Regions from separate parts of the Anas platyrhynchos genome. Here region 2 is linked to region 1. A link is a contact called in public Hi-C data. All regions are on one chromosome and are shown on one strand. The core of a region is the stretch at or near the end of the contact, and the rest is flanking DNA. Distances in the headings are between cores, read along the strand shown. Region 1 holds the start of FNBP1L (formin binding protein 1 like). Region 2 holds the start of BCAR3 (BCAR3 adaptor protein, NSP family member).

Region 1 (5,469 bases), core at 2,049-4,548:
CTTGAACTGTATGCCCTCAGAGTGCTCATGAGGAGAACAAAAACACAATACCAAAACAAAAAAACAAACCATACTGAAGTCAAAACCCTGGAAAGTGTATCAAAGCAAACAGCCACAAGCAACAATTTTTCATTACCAAGAAAACAATGATACTTTGTTATTATATACACCCTTTCATCAGGTGATTATTACTTTACAATTCCCATCTATAAGAAAAAAATAATAAATTAATAAAACAACACCCAATTATTACAGAGAATTATTACAGGAGAATTTAGAGCACAGCAGTCCAAGTCTCAAAAAATACAATTTCAACTGGATGACAGACAACTAGAACCCAGACGTCCCAGTTCCCACTACTCTCTCATAACCATGAGGAGAAGACTATCACGCAAAGCAGTTCACTGAAGTATCCTGCTTTTAATGAGCACATATCATGACGTATATGCTGCAGTCACTACAAAAACAAATGCACTGATCAGAATAAAATTATCTGTGGAACAACACTCAAAATTCATCACAAAAATTTTGTTGTGGAAAAAAAAAGGAGAACACATTTCACATAGTGTGGAAAAAAAGGTAAAACAAAAGTTCTAATGACAGAATGGCTTGAACAAATCAACGTTTATTTCACTATTATTAGTTCATATTATTTTATAGTGTTATCAGAGGAAATATATTCATTACTGAAAGCAGTCACACACCAGGGAATATGCTGTTGGACTAAAAACACGAAGCACCTCTACTTCAGCCTCCCCAAGACATATGTGCATTGGCCACTGTACACCTAATTCTGAACGGTGTACTTATAAAAATGGTTGACTGAAAGGCAAAAATGCCCAATAATCTGCAAATAGAAATAGCAGCTTAAGAATTTAAGAATTAGGAAATATTGGCCCATCAAACAAAATCTTTCCCTTTTTTCATGATATAACCACTGAAGATATTTTAAACATGAACAACACACTTTAATACCAGAAGAGCTATATTAAAAGAGCTATAAATATTGGACATGAGTTGCTTTTTCTAATCCCCTAGATTTTCTTCTGGATCCTTATTTCCCTCTAAATGTACCCATGCACACTTTTTACTTTATCAGAAGTAGCGTACAGACTCCAGGAAAATAAATAAATAAATACATCAGAACTGCAAATATACGAGGAGTGCCTACATACGTATTTGCTTACAAACACGTCGCGAACGTTTGCTCAACATTCAGAAAAACCGTCCTCCAAATGCAAGCCTTGACCATGCCAACCTGCCCTTCGGATCTCCAGGCACCAGCACTATCAAGGGCGAGGCCTCTCCCCGCTGTGTCCGCGCTGCGCCGCTGGACGCCCCGCTGCCAGTAGCGAGCCCAGCCTGGCTCTGCTGCTGAGAGGCTGCACTCAGGGTAGCAGCAGGGGAAGGCGAAGGGAAAGCCTCGGGACGAAAACACAGGTAACGCTTTAACTGCCCATTCTTCGCAGCCCTGTCTCCAAAGCTCCCAGAGCACTGCTTTTCATTGCATTCTTGGTCTAGAGAGGAGCTAATACATTTATAAACAAAATTTTACACCAGAATTGAAAGATAAATGTTTCTCTGCCCATTGCAAGATGTCAAAGCACACGTTTGATATTCTTTTCAATCGGTATGAGAGGCACTGAACTTTTTTTTTTTGCGTAACAAAATACTTGGCTTTATAGCCCTAAGATGCAATTTTTCAAAAAGCATGACATAATTCAACAAAAGCAACCCATTTAGAAGGTACATTTCAATATAAAAACTTAAATCAGAGAAGCTAGCTATATGCCTACAAACAGACCATTTTTTATATATATATATATATGAATATATATATATAAATATATATTTTTAATATATATAAATATATATAAATATATATATATATAAAATCTGTGTCCATACCTTAAGGAAATAGCTATCTCCTAATAATACGAAAAAGCATATTGAATTTTGCTGAAATAAAAGCAGTAGCATAGAACTTTTATTTTAAACATCTGGGTTTATTTCTTTAAACCAGCACAATGGAATTAGTGACTTAGGAAAAAAAATGTAGTAGGTCTAGATAAAATTCAGGCAGTTTGATGATGCCGTAAATAAATTTGCCTTTTCTTGAAATGAAGCCTGAAGTTGAAATCCATATTTTTGTATGTATTTCTGACGTGTTTCCTCACAATGCTGAGCACCAGACAGAACACAAAACCTGAGCTATCATTCACAAGCCGAACAAAGAAAACAAAATTCAGAGGCTGCCCAAAGGAACAGAGACGAGCAAACTGAAAGCCTGGTTTCTGAAGCGATAGGAATTTAAGTACACACAGACGAAAATTCAGCGTTCTCCTCCAAGGCACCCCCCGACTCTCCCCAGCGCCGCCCCAAAACCTCTCCCGGGTAGGGGCGGCCGCACCAGGCGATCACGGAGACCTCTGCCAGCCTTAACGACCCGCTTCCCCACACGACACGGGGGACGCGGGGCTGCTGCAGCCCCCCAAATCCCGACCCGCCCTAAATCCCCCCCGCCAGGCAGCGCCGCTCCCGGCGCCCAGCGCTGCCGCAGCCGTGCGGGACAAAGGGGCTGCCGGAGCCGCGAGGGGCGGCACGGCCGAGCCGCGGCCGCTGCACCCGGTTTTGGGGGAATATTTGGAGGAACATCCTGGGGAATATTTGGGGGAATATTTTCCTCAGGGCGTGTGCGCGCCTCGCGCCCCGGTCCGCAGGGGGCCCGCCGAGCCCCCTCAGCGCTCCCTGCCGCTCCCCCCGCCGGCCGCCCCCGCTCTGGAAGGTTCCCTCCGGAGAAGCCCCCCGGGGGCGGCGCCGCAGACAAAGCCGGGCCCGCCGCGACCCCGGGCCGCCACCGGGACCCCCCCGCACCCCGCCACGGCCGCCCCCCGGCCCCGCTGCCCGCCGAGCGCCCGCCCCTCAGCCCCGCCTCGGCGCCCCGCTTCCCCCTCACACCGCCCCGAGCCCCCCCGTCCCTCCGCCGGTGCCGCCGCCCTTCCCCAGCGCCGAACAAAGCGGCCGGGCGGGGGGGGGGGGAGGCGGCGGGTGCCGACACACGGAGCGGCCGGGCCGACACTCACCCACAGCTCCGTGCCCCAGCTCATGGCGGCTCCGCGGGCAGCGCCGGCTGCGGCTGAGGCGGCGGCGGGGACGGGGGGGGGCGGCCGGAGAGGGTCCCGGCGGTGCCCTCGGTCAGCGGGGAGAGGCGGCACAAGGAGCGGCGGCGCTGCGAGCTGCGGCCCCGCCCGGCTCGGGGAGGGGGAGCCGCGGAGGAGACTGGGAGAGGGGCGGGCTCGGCCGGGGCCGGGCCGGGCCGAGGCGCCGCTCCCGGGGGAGGCCCGGCGCAAAGCCTCCCTCCCGCCGCGCCTGCCGCCCCCCCCGGCCCGAGGCGCCGCCCGGTACCGGGCGCTGCTCCTGGCCGAAACCGGGGTGTGTGTGGGGGGGAGGGGAGCGGCCGCGCCCCACTCGGCTCTGAGGCGACGCCCGGGGGCAGAGCCCGCGCAGCGAGACCCCGGCCCTCGGCGCCGCGCCTCAGGGCGGCCGGGCAGGCGCTGAGTCACGGCGGGAGCGGCCCCGGGCACAGCGGCTCTCGGGCCCCGCCGGGAATTTCCTCAGCGCCTGGCGAGGAAATGGTGTTAAATCCTCGCCATTTCTCCACCAAAATGTCCGTTTCGAAAGCTGATAGAAAGCAGAGGTTTGGAGAGCCGTCAGAATTCCCCTCAGAGCATCAAGTTTTGGTTTTCCTCCCATTTTTACTCAAAAATTGCAGCAAGGACGTGGTGAAAATATTGCTGTTGTGCTCAGTCTCCATCATGAAAACAAAGTGACTTAAGCCCAATAATTCTTTTCGTTTCCAAAGTCACCTTCCAGGTACTGCTCATTCACATCATGCTTAGCTGACATTTAATCTTTTTCCTTAGGAGAGCAAAATGCAAATTCTTTTAGATATGAAACCATTACAGTAAGATAATGTGAATTATCAAAATAAGCAGATGAGATCACAGGTCAACGATGTTATTTCTGGAGTGAAGTGTTGGAGCCAGTCACGTTACACTAGAAATGCATTTGGTCTGTGGGAAACCCCAAGCTGAACAATTCTGCCACGTGTTGTGGTGGCCGACGGAGAGGATGTTTTAGCAAGCCAGTGGTCACAAAACCCCAGATTTGGGCTCAAATTCCACACTTGGGCTCACTTCAATTGAACAGATGTTAATTCAAACAGTTTGTACATTGCATGTTACTGAAAACATTCACCAGGCTGAAAACATTTTGAGGATTCTGGTAATGAAGCACTGATGAATAAGAAAAGTAATCATAATTATATATATTTATATATATATATATATACACACATATACACACACACACACAGACACACTCATTCAATTCACATGCTTTTGAGGATTAGGAAGAAAAACTTAGATCAACTCTTTGCTTAGCTACTTGTTCAATAAAGTTTGATTTTTAGTTTGCTTCTGACCCATACTTCTTCCTAAAAGAGCAATCATACGTATCTCAGGTGTGTTTACACACAGGTACATTTCACCTTTACTTCAACTAGGAGCCACCTGTTCATCCATGGTGAGAAGATCATAGCTCATTTCAACAATAAACTACAAACGTAACTGCAAATTAGTTAAAAGACAAAAGAACAGTCATCTAAGTTCCCAACAAACCTGGAATTCCTATGCAATATATAAAGACCTTAAGATCAAACCTAATTTTAGCTCATTAAAGATAAAATAGAAGTCCTAGCAGTGTAACACTCAGTATCTCAGCTTAGAGAGGTCTGACATCAGCCACCATCAGGCCCTTTCCTGTTCAAGTACAGTCTGGCTTTAGGAGATTCCCATCCACACAGTGAGCTATGCTCTTCTCCAGTTTAGCAGTTCAGGATGTGAAGTGATGTAGCTGTAAGATGAGGGGAAAAAGCCTACTGCGTCTCTGTGGGATATTGACGGAAGCATTATAATTAATCATTTAGAATTTTGACATTGTTTCCTTATCAGGAACTGCAGTTGGCCCTACTCCTAGATATAATTAAACAAATATTATCCCACAGATTTTTATTCTCTTAGTCACACCTCTGAAAACATTTATCGTCAGAAAAAGTGCAGATGATTAAAGAAGTCTCACCCAAGGGACTCAAGAAGAGAAATACACTGAAGACATATTCAAGTAATTTTTACACACAAAAGCTCTGTGATAAATTGCATTGTCCTAGTATCCTTCTAACCCATTATCATCTTCTAGATGATGATGACATCTTATATTTAGCTTAGAAAATTTTACTACTGTACTTAGCTGTTTTTCCCCATCATTGATGGATTAACAAGGGTTTTAAAAGAAAACTGCCTGATTTTATTTTTAGGACAAATCTACATCACTCTAGTTATTACAATTGTTACATGTTCTGTTAATTCTGTTCACTTCTCAACAGAATCTGCTAAGATTTACAAGTGTACC
Region 2 (5,469 bases), core at 2,178-4,677, 150 kb before region 1:
TCTTCTGTCACTTTTATTAGCTTTTCCCTTTTAATCATTATTTGATGATTTTTGTGAAAAGAATTTGACAATTGGGTCCATTACCTAGGGTGTGGTCTGCAGAATACGGTCTGGTAGCTGATTTGGAATAGTTATTCAGGAAAATGAATAGAGTGAGTTTGGAAGAATAAAGATGGTATTAGTTCAGTTTCCCTTCAGTGACAGTTCATGACGTACTGTGACTGTGAAAAGTTTTGTGCGGTTTGTTTTTTAATGACCTAGTTATCATATTGCGGTTAGAGTCAGTTTAATTCAGTTATTGCAGAAAAGACAGATAATAGAAGAAATAAGACTGCTACATTGCCTCAGATGGATTGGGTGAGGAATATATAAAAGAGATTATCAGAGGACCAGTGATATTTATTGTTTTCTTGAAAGTACTGAGTTTTAAAGGTTGTTGATTTTAAGTGAAAAGGATGTTTTTGACCAGTGTTTAACTATGATTTTTTTTTCTCCTGAGAATGAGTAGATTTTTTATGTGTTTTATTTTAAGGATATTAGCTATTTGTGCTGGAGGTAGCTAAAATGAAATGAGAATCATGGTATTTACTGATCACCAACTGAAATATGAAAGAAAATTTCCCATGAGCCTTTGGATTTTTTTTATATTCTTTTGAAGTTAGCCATAAATATTCATTACCAAGCACAGACAAGGACATAGATTCCTTAAAAAGCACGAGTTACCTAGAGATAAATGGTGCACAAAGTAAAGTGAATTTGCTGGGAAGTATGAAACATGTAGTTGTAGAACCACTTGCCCCCAGGTCCCTGCTACCATGCAGATACTATTCTAATACAGTTGTATGTGAGCTAAAATCTTGAACCTGTAAATGATAAAAAGACAATAAAAACAACTATGGTGTCTTGTTCTCTGGATGAGAAATGGAAGCACAGAAAATGACTACTGAACACTGAGGAAAGAAAACAAGCCACCAGAGTAGTTGTTATTCTGTTGCATCTTGGGATCTTCCAGCTGAACTCCAGAAAAGCACTGTGCTACCCTGAAGGGCCCTAAGAGAGAAGAGCAAGTTCTGGTTTTAGGCAGCAAGCAACAGTGCCATGCTGGTTGTTCAGGCTGCTTAATAGCTTGTTGCAAATATTAAACCAAGCTAATTTATATACAACATCGCTAGTGTGGGATTTGTTTTATATTCTTTATCTTTGCCCTTCCTTCAGATGTCCTAATGTCTTCTGTTTTGCCACATGCTGTGTCCAGCAAGTGCTCATGTTCTACTGTGGGAGCAAGAAGGGGACACATTAGACAGTGTGAGCAGGGCTGCAGGGCAGGACCTGCACCTCACGTTTGCCAGCGTGCCAGTCAACTACTGCCTCACTTTGTGCTTCATTCAGCCTCTTCCAGTGAAGGCACCAGTTTGGCATATTGTTTTGCAATGACCTATTTTCATAAAAGCATGGCAACATAATACTTTGGAGTGCTCCTTAATTTCAATTTAATCAATTGAATTTGATTAAAAGTGACAAATTTTAAGTTGCTAGGGAGAGCAGGTGAAAACAAAATGCACCACGTGACGCCATAAACTTACCAGATGATAAGATTTCTCTGAAAATACTCAAATTTGTCAACAAAAAATTGTTAAACACTAGCATAATTTGAGAAACTATTTGACTATAAATTGCAAGTATTTTCTTTTAATTGTGCTGTCAGAAATGCTTGTGTTACATTAATTCTGCCTGTAATGATATAAACAGTTACTGACAAATTTCCCTGAGATTAAAGAGCAACAGAAACATAGCTAAGGGTGGCTGATGTGGTACTGGGGCAGTACCACCAGTAGTTACGGTTAATTTAGGTGCAGAAGTAAAATACTTCTCATTTTCCTTTGTTGCTCATGCTTCTTTTTCCATACCTTGGGCATTTTTAATCTCCCTGCAATCAACAGTCCCTTTAAAACTGAAGCTGCCTAATGATCTGTCCAGTTTATATTGTTTGCTACAATTCTTGATTATTTTCCTTCTGATTCTCTTAATGCATTCCAAAAGACTGCGTGTATTGTCCTTGCAACGTTTTCTTCAAGCCCTTCTTCACACGCACGTTTTGTGGAGTTGTCCCCCTGTACTTCCCCACAGGGGCTTGTGCCTGCGCACTGGGAGAGCTGTCCCTGCTGCTACTGCTTGTGTGCTTGTGCCAAGGAATTCCCCGCTTCGCCATCAGGCACGTCTCTCTCTTAATTAACTTACGCACTTCTCAAGTATGGTTGTGTAAATGTTGCTTGCAACATGTAAATGTGAAATGTGAAAGCCTTGGCCTTCTATTTCTTTCACTGGGGTCTAGGCAGATTTTGTGGCATTACCCTTAAATACAAAACTAAGGAGAGTAGTAGTTGGAAATGAATGCATTGCTGGAAGTGACGGGATGAGGAAGATTTTGTCTGTCGCTTGACTTAGTTGCTTTTATGGGATTCATGTAAGAGAAGTTAGTGTTGGCTGTTTAACCGTGAATTCAGGAACACTGGATGTTTCTGTAAAGGGTTTTACATATTTTATAGCTAGATAGCATTCCTGAATGGGCTTCTCTGCTGTCAAACAGTCATAGTTGGTGTTACTAATAGTGTGGCTCATTTTCAGTTATGGGGCTTTACCTTGTTATTAAATAAACGTTATTATGATTTGAAAGAGAGGCTGTAGTCACCTGTGCAGGATTAAAAAGCATTTTTTTAATTAAATATAATTCATGAATCGCATCATGAATTTAAGTTGTGAATAAATCATGAATTTATTTCAGACATGAATAGCATCGAGGTTTGCTTATTGCTGCTGCTTTTCTATTATTATTATTTTACCACCCAAATTTTTGTTTTGATAGGTCTAATTAAAGTGGCTCTTTGTCTTCTTTTTATTGGTATGCATAGGTTAGGAAGAAAAGATGGCATTAATTGACACATTAAATGCTTGTTTCATTTGCTGCATTTTGTGGGCGTTTTGTTGCTTGAAAATTACTTTGACTAGATCTGTGTCAGACCATCACTGAAGGAGAGAAGTAGCCTTATTTCCAGCTAAGACCGTGTTCCAGAGTTGGTTCTAGAAACCTAACAGCATGACTCAGTTGCTCAGATACAAGTGTCGAGGTCGTTGCTATTGTCAGGGTTTGCTTGGGACCTTTCTTTCCAAACATTTTTTTAAAACCACTCCTTGCATGAGGCACGGGCGGGCGGCCACAGGCGGCCGTTGGCGCCCCGCGCGCCTCAGGGCTCGGTCGCAGCCTGAGGCAGGAGGCGGGCCCGAGCGCCCCGTCGCGGGGGCGTCCGTGTTGGGTTCGGCGCTGCCGCGCAGGGACTCGCTGCCGGGAGCCGGCCGCCGGGAAGCGCCAGGCCGGTCGGCTCGGTTACCGCGGCCGTGAGGGAAGGGACGGAAGGAGGGGGCGGGGTAGGGGGAAAGGTCGCAGCCACGCGGAGAGAGGAAGGAAAATAAAAGAGCACATGCGACTCCGCCGGGACTCGAACCCGGAACCTTTGAATCCCTTCAACCCTCTAGAAGTCCAATGCGCTATCCATTGCGCCACGGAGCCACCTGTTGGAGTTTCCGCACGCCGCCCATAGAGCCTGCGCGACCCTGCTCTGACTGTAAGTGCCCTTGATGCTGGGCGCTTTCTTTTTCCACTCGTTAATGACGCGCTTTTTATCATTTCTCCGTTTTTTTTAAACTAGTATGAATAGGCTTAGCCGTATTAGCTGCTGTGTAAACAAGTCCCGAGGCAGCCTACATGCACGGCCGGGGGCAGGGAGGGGAAGGGTGACTGCAGCTTGCTGTGAGGTGCTTGGCAGGCCTGTGCCTTTACCTCTTCTGAGAGACGGATTGTTGTTTTTCCATCAGTACTGTACATAAAATATTTATTGTCATCACACTTGGGTGGTTTCAATATTAACCCTTATATTAGAGGGAACATAAGGGAATCCTGTTCCACAGTTTCCTTATGTTGTGGAACTGTTCCCCCAAGCATCCTCAAATAAAGTTATGTAAAGAAATCTTGGTAGGACTGGGTCTTGGAACACACATGAACATGAAACATTGACAAATTAGTTTAGGTCTGATTCTGCATTAATAAATACAAGCATTTCTCATATTGGGCTAAATGTGAAAATTCAATTTCAGACCCAAAAAAAACTTTTCCATATCAAGAATATGGAAGCTACACTGGGTCAGCTCCAAACCTTATATTCTTTTAAATACACTTCACACAGGAAGTTCTTTTAATATAGGTGATTTCCAACACTGGAGGTTTTTAGAAACAATCTCAACACGTTTTCTTAAAACAATAGTATTTGAATTAAAGTACTTGGGAAAAACATGGGTATGTTTACTGTGCACCCTATACACTGCAGCATTTTGTAGCTTTCCAGTGCCACATGAGAAAAAAAAAAAAAAACAAACAAACAAAAAAAAAAAAAAACTGTGGGGGAATCTGGAAGGTGATAAGTGAAAATAGTGAAAATATGTTCCTGAAGTCTCTGCTAGACACGATGTTGTGAGGTGACAGAGAAATATGGTGAGATGTGGGAAATGCCTGGAAATTGGTGACTGAGAATATTTTACTGAGAATAATTTGGAGTCTTTGAAAAACCTTCTAAATGGGAAGAACAAAAAACAAGACTCTTCCTTAAAATCTGTAGTTCTGATCAGGAACATGTCTGCTGCTGCAGGACTCAGAGCGGGGCACAGGACTCCTGGGCACCTGGGTGCCTCAGGAGAGCGAGCTGGGGCCGGAACAGGCAGAGCTGGCAGCACATCAGATCTGTAGTGCTGCTGCATGCGTTGCACAGGTTGTACAGGTTTTGTGAGAGTCTGGTATTTCATGTAATAATCGATATCAGTACCTATAGGAGTGGAGAAGAACATAAAAATAAATGCATCTAAGAATCAAAGTTCTACAAGAATCAGAGTAGATCTCACTAGATTTACGAGCTCTGGGTCTGTGTGGTCTTGCCACAACTGTGCCGTTCTGGACCAAATTCCTTTGTGCTTCTTGTAAAGAAATGTTTATTTGTGTCCTCAGACTAACAACTCAAGCTCTGTGCTTCATAAAGGAAACAGAACTTTTGTTTTTAAGAACTGAATTAGTCATCAAAATAATGAGCTTAAATTTATATTTGTTCAGCTCAATTAAATCACTTGTACGTAGTTGAAAATTGCCATGAACATCCTGTAGTACAGGAGTATCCGGGCACATTTATTTTAGGGCAACCGAGTGTCAGCACCTCACCAGTGTGATTTGATACCATGGTAGCTTTGGACAGCAGAGCACTAATAATTGCAGATAGTGAAGAGCAGGAGTTAGCTTTGAGAAAACTAGTCCTGAAGCTGTATGAACAAAGAATTCTGAGGCTTGTGTGAGTGTTACCTCCTCTTGTAATTTCAGTTTGGTTAGTTGGTTTACGCAGGCGGGTAACAGGCTGGCTGGTGTTCTTGCAGGGC

Evidence for each region. A called contact is a pair of places that touch in the nucleus more often than the background predicts.
Region 2: a contact with region 1 is called in a Hi-C map of subcutaneous adipose tissue, with 2.4 times the contacts expected there. The contact joins the promoter of BCAR3 here to the promoter of FNBP1L in region 1. A contact is called at or near these places in 3 of 8 Hi-C or Micro-C datasets (liver, skeletal muscle and subcutaneous adipose tissue).

Annotation. Positions count from the first base shown.
Region 1 is chr8:8,519,773-8,525,241 of IASCAAS_PekinDuck_T2T, reverse strand. It overlaps FNBP1L (formin binding protein 1 like), which reads right to left and starts at 3,298. Exons shown (of 17, transcript XM_027462625.3): 1 at 3,084-3,298. The coding sequence starts at 3,107.
Region 2 is chr8:8,669,431-8,674,899 of IASCAAS_PekinDuck_T2T, reverse strand. It overlaps BCAR3 (BCAR3 adaptor protein, NSP family member), which reads left to right and starts at 3,427. Exons shown (of 12, transcript XM_005026553.6): 1 at 3,427-3,620. It overlaps TRNAR-UCU (transfer RNA arginine (anticodon UCU)), which reads right to left and starts at 3,565; the gene lies at 3,480-3,565. It overlaps DNTTIP2 (deoxynucleotidyltransferase terminal interacting protein 2), which reads left to right. Exons shown (of 7, transcript XM_027462911.3): 7 at 1-1,163.